Linked DNA regions of Danio rerio: region 1 is linked to region 2. Evidence: chromatin contacts called from public Hi-C data. All regions are on one chromosome and are shown on one strand. Each heading gives the region's core, a stretch centred on a gene start, on an enhancer-like site or on the middle of the called end of the contact. The rest is flanking DNA. Distances are from core to core; before and after follow the strand shown. Region 1 holds the start of hnrnph1l (heterogeneous nuclear ribonucleoprotein H1, like). Region 2 holds the start of pwwp2a (PWWP domain containing 2A).

Evidence for each region. A called contact is a pair of places that touch in the nucleus more often than the background predicts.
Region 1: a contact with region 2 is called in a Hi-C map of hematopoietic stem cells, with 3 times the contacts expected there. The contact joins the promoter of hnrnph1l here to the promoter of pwwp2a in region 2. A contact is called at or near these places in 5 of 18 Hi-C or Micro-C datasets (caudal fin, embryo, gastrula embryo and 1 more) and 2 of 4 datasets of contacts at active chromatin or transcription factors (embryo and gastrula embryo).

What each region holds. Positions count from the first base shown.
Region 1 is chr21:32,831,900-32,836,442 of GRCz12tu, forward strand. hnrnph1l (heterogeneous nuclear ribonucleoprotein H1, like) reads right to left here and starts at 2,396. Exons shown (of 11, transcript NM_212589.2): 1 at 2,314-2,396; 2 at 1,823-1,933; 3 at 1,566-1,721. The coding sequence starts at 1,907.
Region 2 is chr21:32,682,589-32,686,811 of GRCz12tu, forward strand. pwwp2a (PWWP domain containing 2A) reads right to left here and starts at 2,474. Exons shown (of 4, transcript XM_073935989.1): 1 at 2,081-2,474; 2 at 1,416-1,990. The coding sequence starts at 2,458.

The sequences.
Region 1 (4,543 bases), core at 1,146-3,645, 150 kb after region 2:
TTATCCAGCTCGACAAGCATGACAAGTTAGCGTTAGCTCATTAACCCTTAGAGCAGCAACTGAAAAAAATCAAACTGAGCTTTGTCGTGTTAGCTGGATCTGAGCCAGGAAAAGACGTGTCATTACAATTATGCGGGGTTTTCCTGCCGAATGCTTATTTTATGTTTAGACATGTAAATACACACAAATATTAGTAAAACAAGACATTTCGATCTTGTAAAACACAAGGAAATCTATGGAAGTCTTACAATGCATTCAAATATAATTTGCAGATGTGTATTTTCCATATCAGATAACTGGTGAATTTATATGCTGAGTCCTGCGTGTTCTGCTTTTATGAATGAGACAAACGCGCAGCCGCAAGTAAATAAAAAAGAAGAAGAAATGGCGACTCCCATTTCACTTTATAGATCTCGATCACTTTCACGTTTATGTGATGTTGCATTAAAATGGAAAATAAATCCATTAACAGAATACATCTGTCACACATCTGCTATTGAGGCAGCAGTGTGTCACGTGACAAGCACAACGCATCGCCATGGAAACATTAAGGGGTAATGTTCTAAAACAATAACAAAACTCACTCCCAGGGCCAGATAAAATCTTTTAAACTCAGCGAAAGGGTCAATAACAGTAGTAAAGCAGCGGTGGTATAGTTACTATGCATTGCAACACTAAGGACACGTTTTTATTCACTCACCTTTTTTTGTATCATTCTTTTTTTCATCTGTAGTCATGTATAGCTGCACTGCAAAAACGCTTTTCTTTCTTAGTCATTTCGTCTCGTTTCGAGTCCAAATATCTAAAACATCTTAAATCAAGACTAGACAAGAAAAATGGCATGAGAAAATTAAGTGATGCTTAAAACTTCTGTGAGATTAGATCTCATTAGGATTATTTTTCTTACCCCATTGGCAAATAATTTAGCTTGTTTTAAACAAACAATCACATAATTGAGATGTTTTGTTTTTTATTCAGAAAACAAGACAATTTTTTATGCTATTTTATGTGTCTAGTATGTATCTTGGTTTAAAAATATTTAGATATTTGGACTGAACACAGGAAATACTTCGTTTTTTTATTTTATTATTATTATAACAGCTCAGGGATGAGCTTTTTTGAATAAAGGGTAGAAATGGAAAACAATCGTTTTTCAACAATTGTTTTCCATTTCAACTGTATTTTATGAAATTTCAAAGGGTTTCCTTTCAAATGATACCAAACTTTCGTATTTACACCTCTGCATGTGGGTATGGGAAGCTTTTTAAATCGGAAGGCCAAATTCAGGCGGAATTACCCCAAATAGCCCCAGAGCTTAACTGGTTAAACTAAAGTGTTACCCAAATATCTTTAGCTAATTTACAGTAACACAGACCCAAATGTGGGCGAGCAACATTAATCCAGTTTCAGTGTCATGTATTCTTTTAATTTTAACTATTTTACCTTTCATTTTTTATTTATTAGATGAAACAGAACAATATTTATTTCATTATTTTCATATTCAACCAACACTATCTAAAAGCCTGTGTACTGTAATGTTTATAAAACTCCTCTGTAAGCCATACCTTCTACATATCTATGGCCCATTGACTCCCTGTCTTTCTTGACCGCGATCTTCAGGTCGTCCTCTGACTCCAGCTCCACAAAAGCTTCTCCACTCGGTCTGCCTTCTCGTGTGTATGTGAAGTGGATGGCTGATCCATTGCTGGAAATTTTACAGCCTAAAAAACAAAAGTGAAAGAAAAAAGTGGTTTCGTTCATTTTTAGCCACGATTAATTACCCCAAGCAGAAGTATGATATTCGTAGACTCCACATTATCACCTGAAAAAAACCTGGATACTTCTTCTGCAGAGCAAGACCAAGGCAGACCCCGAACACGAACAACAAATCCTTCATCGTCGGCCATGATAACACAATCAATCTGTTTTCAAGCTTAAGAAAAAAAGAAAGAGATTTTTTAACCACAGCGCTGATCCAGGAAACAATCTCGTCCATGAGTGAGTCACGTGGACTGTTTATTGCCTTTATGTAGCTAAATGCTTTATCTCACTCAATATAAGTTTTAAATGTTTAGCATCATTAAAATAACCCACTAATAATGTTTATGATGAAACAAAACATCAACTGTGGCCCTCTTATGCAGGCAGATCAACGGCTAGTACGGAAACAAAGAGCGCACGGAGGCCTCCGCAGGCCGGCGGCTTCACAACAAACACTCCTTTAACGTAGCCGGAAATTAAACATATAGATCAGTTGAAAAAAACGTACATTGTGAATACGATTCATTAAAAAATAAACGATGAAAACTTTACCTTGGTATAATTAGTATTTTCGCTTCTCGGCGTGATCACGTTTGAACGTTTCTCTGCTTCTCATTCAGCGCAGACTCATGATCACTTCCGCTGAGAGTCCACGCCCACTTCCGTGTCAGGATTTAACGCGTCTCTTCTGAAGATTAAAATTGGGGGTTTATTTTGCTCATTAAAATGGATGTACTTTACTTGTCTGCGGCAGAATGATATAAAACAGTCATAAATTGCTATTTTCAGTTTAAATAATTTTGCATTCGATCTGCAATTTTCTACAATTGACTGAATTTGCTGTCATTTCAAAGGTTTGAATGTTACCCTATGGAGGACGAAACCTGCAAAACAATAAATAAATAAATACGCAACTATATAAATAAATGAGTAAATAAATCCATAAATTCCTGCATAAATAAAATAATAAATAAATAAAATAATGTTTATGCATTTGATTTTTTGAATGGCTTCTGATGACTGAAAGACAGCCTATTATTAGCTATGGAGGAATAAAACAATTTACCATTATTTAATATTAAATAATATTAATATTTATTTAATAGTAAATAAATTACACGAATGTTGGGGGGGAAAGAAAATGCTAAATCAATATTAATTATATTCCAGAGAATTATAAATGCATAGCAAGCATGATTTGACAAAACAGCTCCAGAATCTCTCCCAGTTCAGTGCTGGATTCGGTTAAAATCTCCTCAAAGCAGAAGCTGTGAGCTACAACCTGTAAGTGTTTTTGTTAAAATTGATCATGACATGTACAGTGTCTAGCGTTAACGGTATGCTGTAGCAATGATGTAAACAATGGGAAATGCAGCTTTGCAGACAAATGATTGAGCTACAAATTCATGTTTATCAGTCAAATTGCTGTAAACACACACACACACACACACTCCACCAGCACGTTCGTGTCTCTATGTGTGTGCGCGACTGCATTGATTGTCTTCAGGCGGCTTTGCCATGCGTTTCACATCTTAGATAAAGAAGTCACAAAAGATATGTGAGTGATTCATATTATTTACACCTGCATATTCCGGATATATATGAAAGACGTCGTGTAATGCATAGAGTTAAAAAAATACAGAATAGCTCACCTGACTCGTGGTAGCAGCAGAAAAATAATAAGGCTCACACAGATAGCATCCCACATCTTGTGCTTTATTTTTCTGTCACAATATATTACAGAAAATAACTTCATCTGAGCATCAGAGAAAAAAGAAAAAAAAACTCCCGCGCACATGCGCTTGTTAAAGAAAGTTCACACATTCACACACACACACACACACACACACACACACACACACATAGATGCACACACATAGACAAACAATGGCACCCCGTTTTCACTCCTTACAGACACTTGTCAGATTTTAATATAGAGAGCAGGCAGGAGGTTGACTGATTGTTTAAACAGCAGAAAAGCACGTACTTTTACAGGCGTGACGTGGAGCCGATCCGCGAATAGCAGCACATTATGACTATGACCAATCAGAGTCACTTAAGGGCGGGCCTTTCAGAGGAACTAGGAAATTTGACAGTCGTTTTCATGTTAGCTGAATAGCTGTGTATAATCAAAGTGACATATATGAAAAAATAACGCGATTTCCTTCAAGTGAAACATGAACACACATTGCTTTGCATCTTATAAACACAGCCAAGTTTTAAAATTACATTCTGGACCACCTCTTTAATGTAAATACATCTTTCAGATTGCTCAAGGCAAATGTTCTCTCTCATGATTTTTTTCAGAAAAATGTACGCATACCTGATTTTCCGCCACCAATCAGCGAAATCAAGCCGACACGTCTTGGGGCCATGTGCAGAGGCAGAGCACCTTGAAAGCAGGAAGTCTGGAAGGGCCAAACCCAAGGAAGAGGTGCTGGCAGAGACCATTGCTTTTGTCAGCAGCAATGGTGGAGCCCCCAGTGACCAGTTTTTAGTACTGTCTCACTGCAAAATTCAGTTTGGCAAGTACCAGGGCCAGAGATTTACATGGCTTCTAGAGCATGCACTGGGGTAAGCGGTGTACCTGGAGCTCAGCATTTCAGATGAGAAGCTGCAGACAATATCCTTGTCAGAAAACAAACACCTGTTTCTTCAGTACACTTCCTCCATCAGGGAGACAGCAGAAAAAGTAGAGAGGTACTAGAGGAAACAGGAAATGCAAGCAGAAGCCAAGCAAAGAGCTTAGAATGACCAAGAGGCGACACTCAATAGAACGTTC
Region 2 (4,223 bases), core at 1,224-3,723:
TTTATACCTAGTTACATGTCAGTATTTGGGTATCTGACTCAAAAATTCAAGATGTTTTTTGCTGTTATCAATTTTGATGCTGTTTTAGGATTATTTTTGACCAATGTATTGTTATGACATGGAATAAGTTGTAAAATGTATTTGTCAGCATGGTTTAAAAAAAAAAAGACACCAACAAAAATGTCAAGCTAATAATTGATATAGCTACAAGGCTATTATTAACAGGGTCTCTAAACAGGTTTTATGAAGGCATATTGGAGAACATTTTATAGAACAGTTTGAGAACACATGAGCAAATAACATCAATGTTGTCTAAATACAGAATTGTGGAGAAAGGACAATGAGTTGTTGAACTTAAGGATTGAATAACTACAGTCAGACTATTACATGTGGAATTATGAGTAAAATAATAGGACAAGCCCAGACTCAAAAAAATGTCTGCAGAATTGTTGCAAACAGATTATGTGTTGAATTTAAACAAACTAATTAAATTTAGGAATGTTCAACTTAATTTTTTTGTTTAAATTCAGCCCAAATAAATTAGTAAATGTATTCGTTAAATAAAGGAATCATCTTTGAATCATTTTTTCAGCGTAGTTATCGGTGAAATGGATCAAAACAGGAATATCTGCCAACTTAATTCAAACAATTTTTACAGCATTGACATTTGTTCTACCTTTAAATAAAAACCAGGTTAGGAAATGTCTTATGTTTAGATCATGTAAAGGCCTTAACAGTGTAAGACCAAAGTCTTCAGAACTTACTGAAAGCTGGCATTTAGATCCATAATCATTTACAAAAACATTAAGACTCCTTTTAAGGATAACAATTCAAACCCAAAATACTAACTATTGACATTTTAAACCTTTTTTAATGTCAGAATTAGCCTTCTAACCTTCAGCTTTCATCCTTTATCAACAAGATTTTAATCTTGTAAGACATATTATTTAGTTTGCCATTCCTTTATATATTTTAAAGAGTGCAGTTAATTTTTTTCCCTAAGCCTGTCTAGGGTAAGTTTTGTGTATTTGGGTTTGAATTATTGTAATATCTTGAAAAAAAAACTCAATAAAGACATGTTATAGAAAAAAGTGCAATGTACAATGCCCATGCTGTTTCATTTTATATAAAATACATGCTATGCTGAACATTATTTGACCTATATTTTGACAGAACTACAGCAGAGTTTAATTAATATTATCCTGCACATCTCCCTGAATGTAAATACAATTTTTGACATCAAAACATAAGGAAACATTTAATTAAAAACAATAAGTGTGAACTCAACACTGCAAAATATACTGGCAAACCAAAACAATTGCTACACTAAATTGTTGCAGAACCCAACTTTGGGAAGTACTCGGGATGTACAAGGGGACACAGCATCTTTTCTCTTGCTTAAACACAGTGTTTACCTTCTCGAGAGGTCCATGAGCACCCCGGAGAAGATCTTCTCGCCTAATCGGAACGACACCACTAGCGCGTCGTCGATGATGTGGTCCAGCGTCACTCGGACCTCCGAACCCAGCACCAGACGCTCATCTCCCTCGGGCTCCGCTACACACAGAACCGGGGCTTTGGTGTCCGTGTCTGGTTCGCTGAGCTCCGTCTTGAAGCTCTGCTGATGGAGAGGATGTGAGCTCATCTCCACCGATGAGATGAGTGACCGGTCCACTGCCGCTGCGAGTTCGGGAGAGTCCTTGCTGGAAACTGTGGAGAAGTCACTAATGCAGCTCTGACCCACCGACTCCCCCAGCGAGGTCTCCTCCGCGGTGGACAGGGAATCCAGGGGATCGGACGGGTGCGGGATGTCATGGAAAGCATCCTCGTGAGCTTTGAGTTCCGACCCGGCCGGAGCATCATTCGCGGGCTCGGGCTCCGGGTCCTGCTGCGTAAAGCCGATCAGTTCACACTCCAGATCGGCGGGATGGCTCGACAGCGGGTCGTATTCGACAGCCGGAGACAGTCCGGTTTCAGGCTCCGAAGGGACCTGAGAGGGGAGGGAATGCAAGAAGACCACAGAGGGCTGCGAGTCGGAGATGGGGAGCAGTTGGCAGGGGCTTGAGTCGAAAGGACTGACCTCGTTTGCTGCCTCCACCTTCGGCGAGAAGGCTTCCCCGTAGTCGGAAACGTCCGTACATCTGTAGTCTATGAGCACGGGCTGCTCGACGGTGTCCAGGCGGCCCCAAGAGCCCCCCGACTCGGAGCGTTCGCCGTCCGCATGGGCAGCGAGGGCTTTTCCCGCGGCTTGAAGGTCCGGCCTTCTGATTTCCATTTGGACCTGGCTGCATTCCTGAACTGCATCCACATCCTCGGGTTGGTGACAAAGCTCCATTTCCGGGACGGAGCGGGCCTCTAGCTCGACCACATGTTCACCTGGCTCGGGCTCGTATTCCACCCCGTCCCCCGCTGTTGTTGATGCCGCAGCAGCTCCTGGCTCCGCAGCCACGGCCGCCATTTTCTTTCCGCTCTGCAACTACTACTTGGCCCTCTCCTCCTGATAAGATTAGGACCCGCCTACTCACAACTACCGACACTTGCAATTGGCTCCCTCATCGTGCGCTTGTTGGCAATTGGCTCAGTTCTGTGTCGATCATAGGAAATCCCTGGAAACACTTTTGCGATTGGCTTCTATTATGTCAATATACTTTATTATGAGGATGCAACTTTGGCGCCACCAGGGGCGATGTTGAGTTGTATATTTACCTCATTGTTTCTTGGTTTGATTATTTCTTAGTGTTGTCAATTACTGTTTACAAACGGAGAGCTAAAACTATTAAAATGATTGTTTATCCAACAATTTACGTTTCCCTGCTAATTTAGGCTAGACTCAGGACATTATGTATGTAGCCTAAATACCTTTTGCTTCAGTAAAAAAAATAAATAAAGAGAATTCACAATGCAGGAGAATGACTCAAAACCATATTACAGAGCAAAACTGAAATGAATTTTGTGGAAAAAAGAAAAATGTGCTCAGGACTGCTTACAAAGGCTGTGGATTAATGAATAATGTTGCAAATAAGGGCAACACTGTGGCACAGTATAGCGCTGTCGCCTTGGAGCAAGAAGGTCACTGGTTTGATCCTCAGCTAGGTCAGTTGACATTTCTGTGTGGAGTTTGCATGTTCTTGTGTGTTTCCTCTGGGTGCTCCTGTTTCCCTCACAAGTCCAAAGAGATGTGCTATAGGTGAATTGGGAAAGCTAAATTGGCTCTGTATGTATGTTGGGTTAAAGCTGGAAGGGCATCCGCTGTGTCAAACATATGCTGGATAAGTTGGCAGTTCCTTCCTCTATCGCGACCACAGATTAATAAAGGGACTAAGCTGAAAAGAAAATGAATGACTGAATAAATGTCGCAAATATATAATGTGCATTTTCTTGCACTGATATTTCTTCATAAACCATCATTTAATTATCTGCTATGGGCATGAATTTTATTTTCCTTGTATTTGGTTTAGTTTTTATGATCCTCAATCTGCATGTAGCTTTAGCTAAAATGCTCGATTACGTTCTACTGAGTGGTTTGAGAGTAAGTAACATTAAATTAACTTTTCATTTTTCTGTGGAGCTAACCTTTAAAAGATCATACACTAATTGAAATAAAATTGAAACAAAAATCTAAATACACACAACTTGAATTGTATGTTGCCTTTATTATGGAAATTAATGGTTTTAAGATATTAGTTTAAGAGTAAAAGCTATTTCAAAATAATAAAAATGCTGCTTTGAAATAATAGTAAAATATCTCTGTTGCCCACTTACGGGATAAATCTTACTTCAACATTTCCTCCGGATTTTGACACATTTGATGTATCATTAACAGAGATGGGTGTAACGTGTTTCACAGTGTTACTGTAATCTAATTACATTTTTGAGAAATGCAATAATGTAACGAATTACATCTTCCATGTATGTAATTTGATTACAGTTATTAAAGTCAATGTAACTGCGTTACTTGCGTTACAAATATAATATTTAGAAGAATCAAATGCTTCTTTTAAATCACGTTTTCTGCTGCAGCGTCAGTTAATAATCATGCGCTTTTAAATTGCAGGAGAATGCCAGCAGAAATAGCTGCTGTCGAGAGTGCCTGCTTCTTCAAGTGGAAATACAGACAATACTTTGATTTCATTGAGCGTAAAAACAAAAATATTATTGTGTATGTCCAGTCTAAAGAACTTTCGACTGCTTTTAACTCGACCAGTAACTTGTTCAAGCATTTG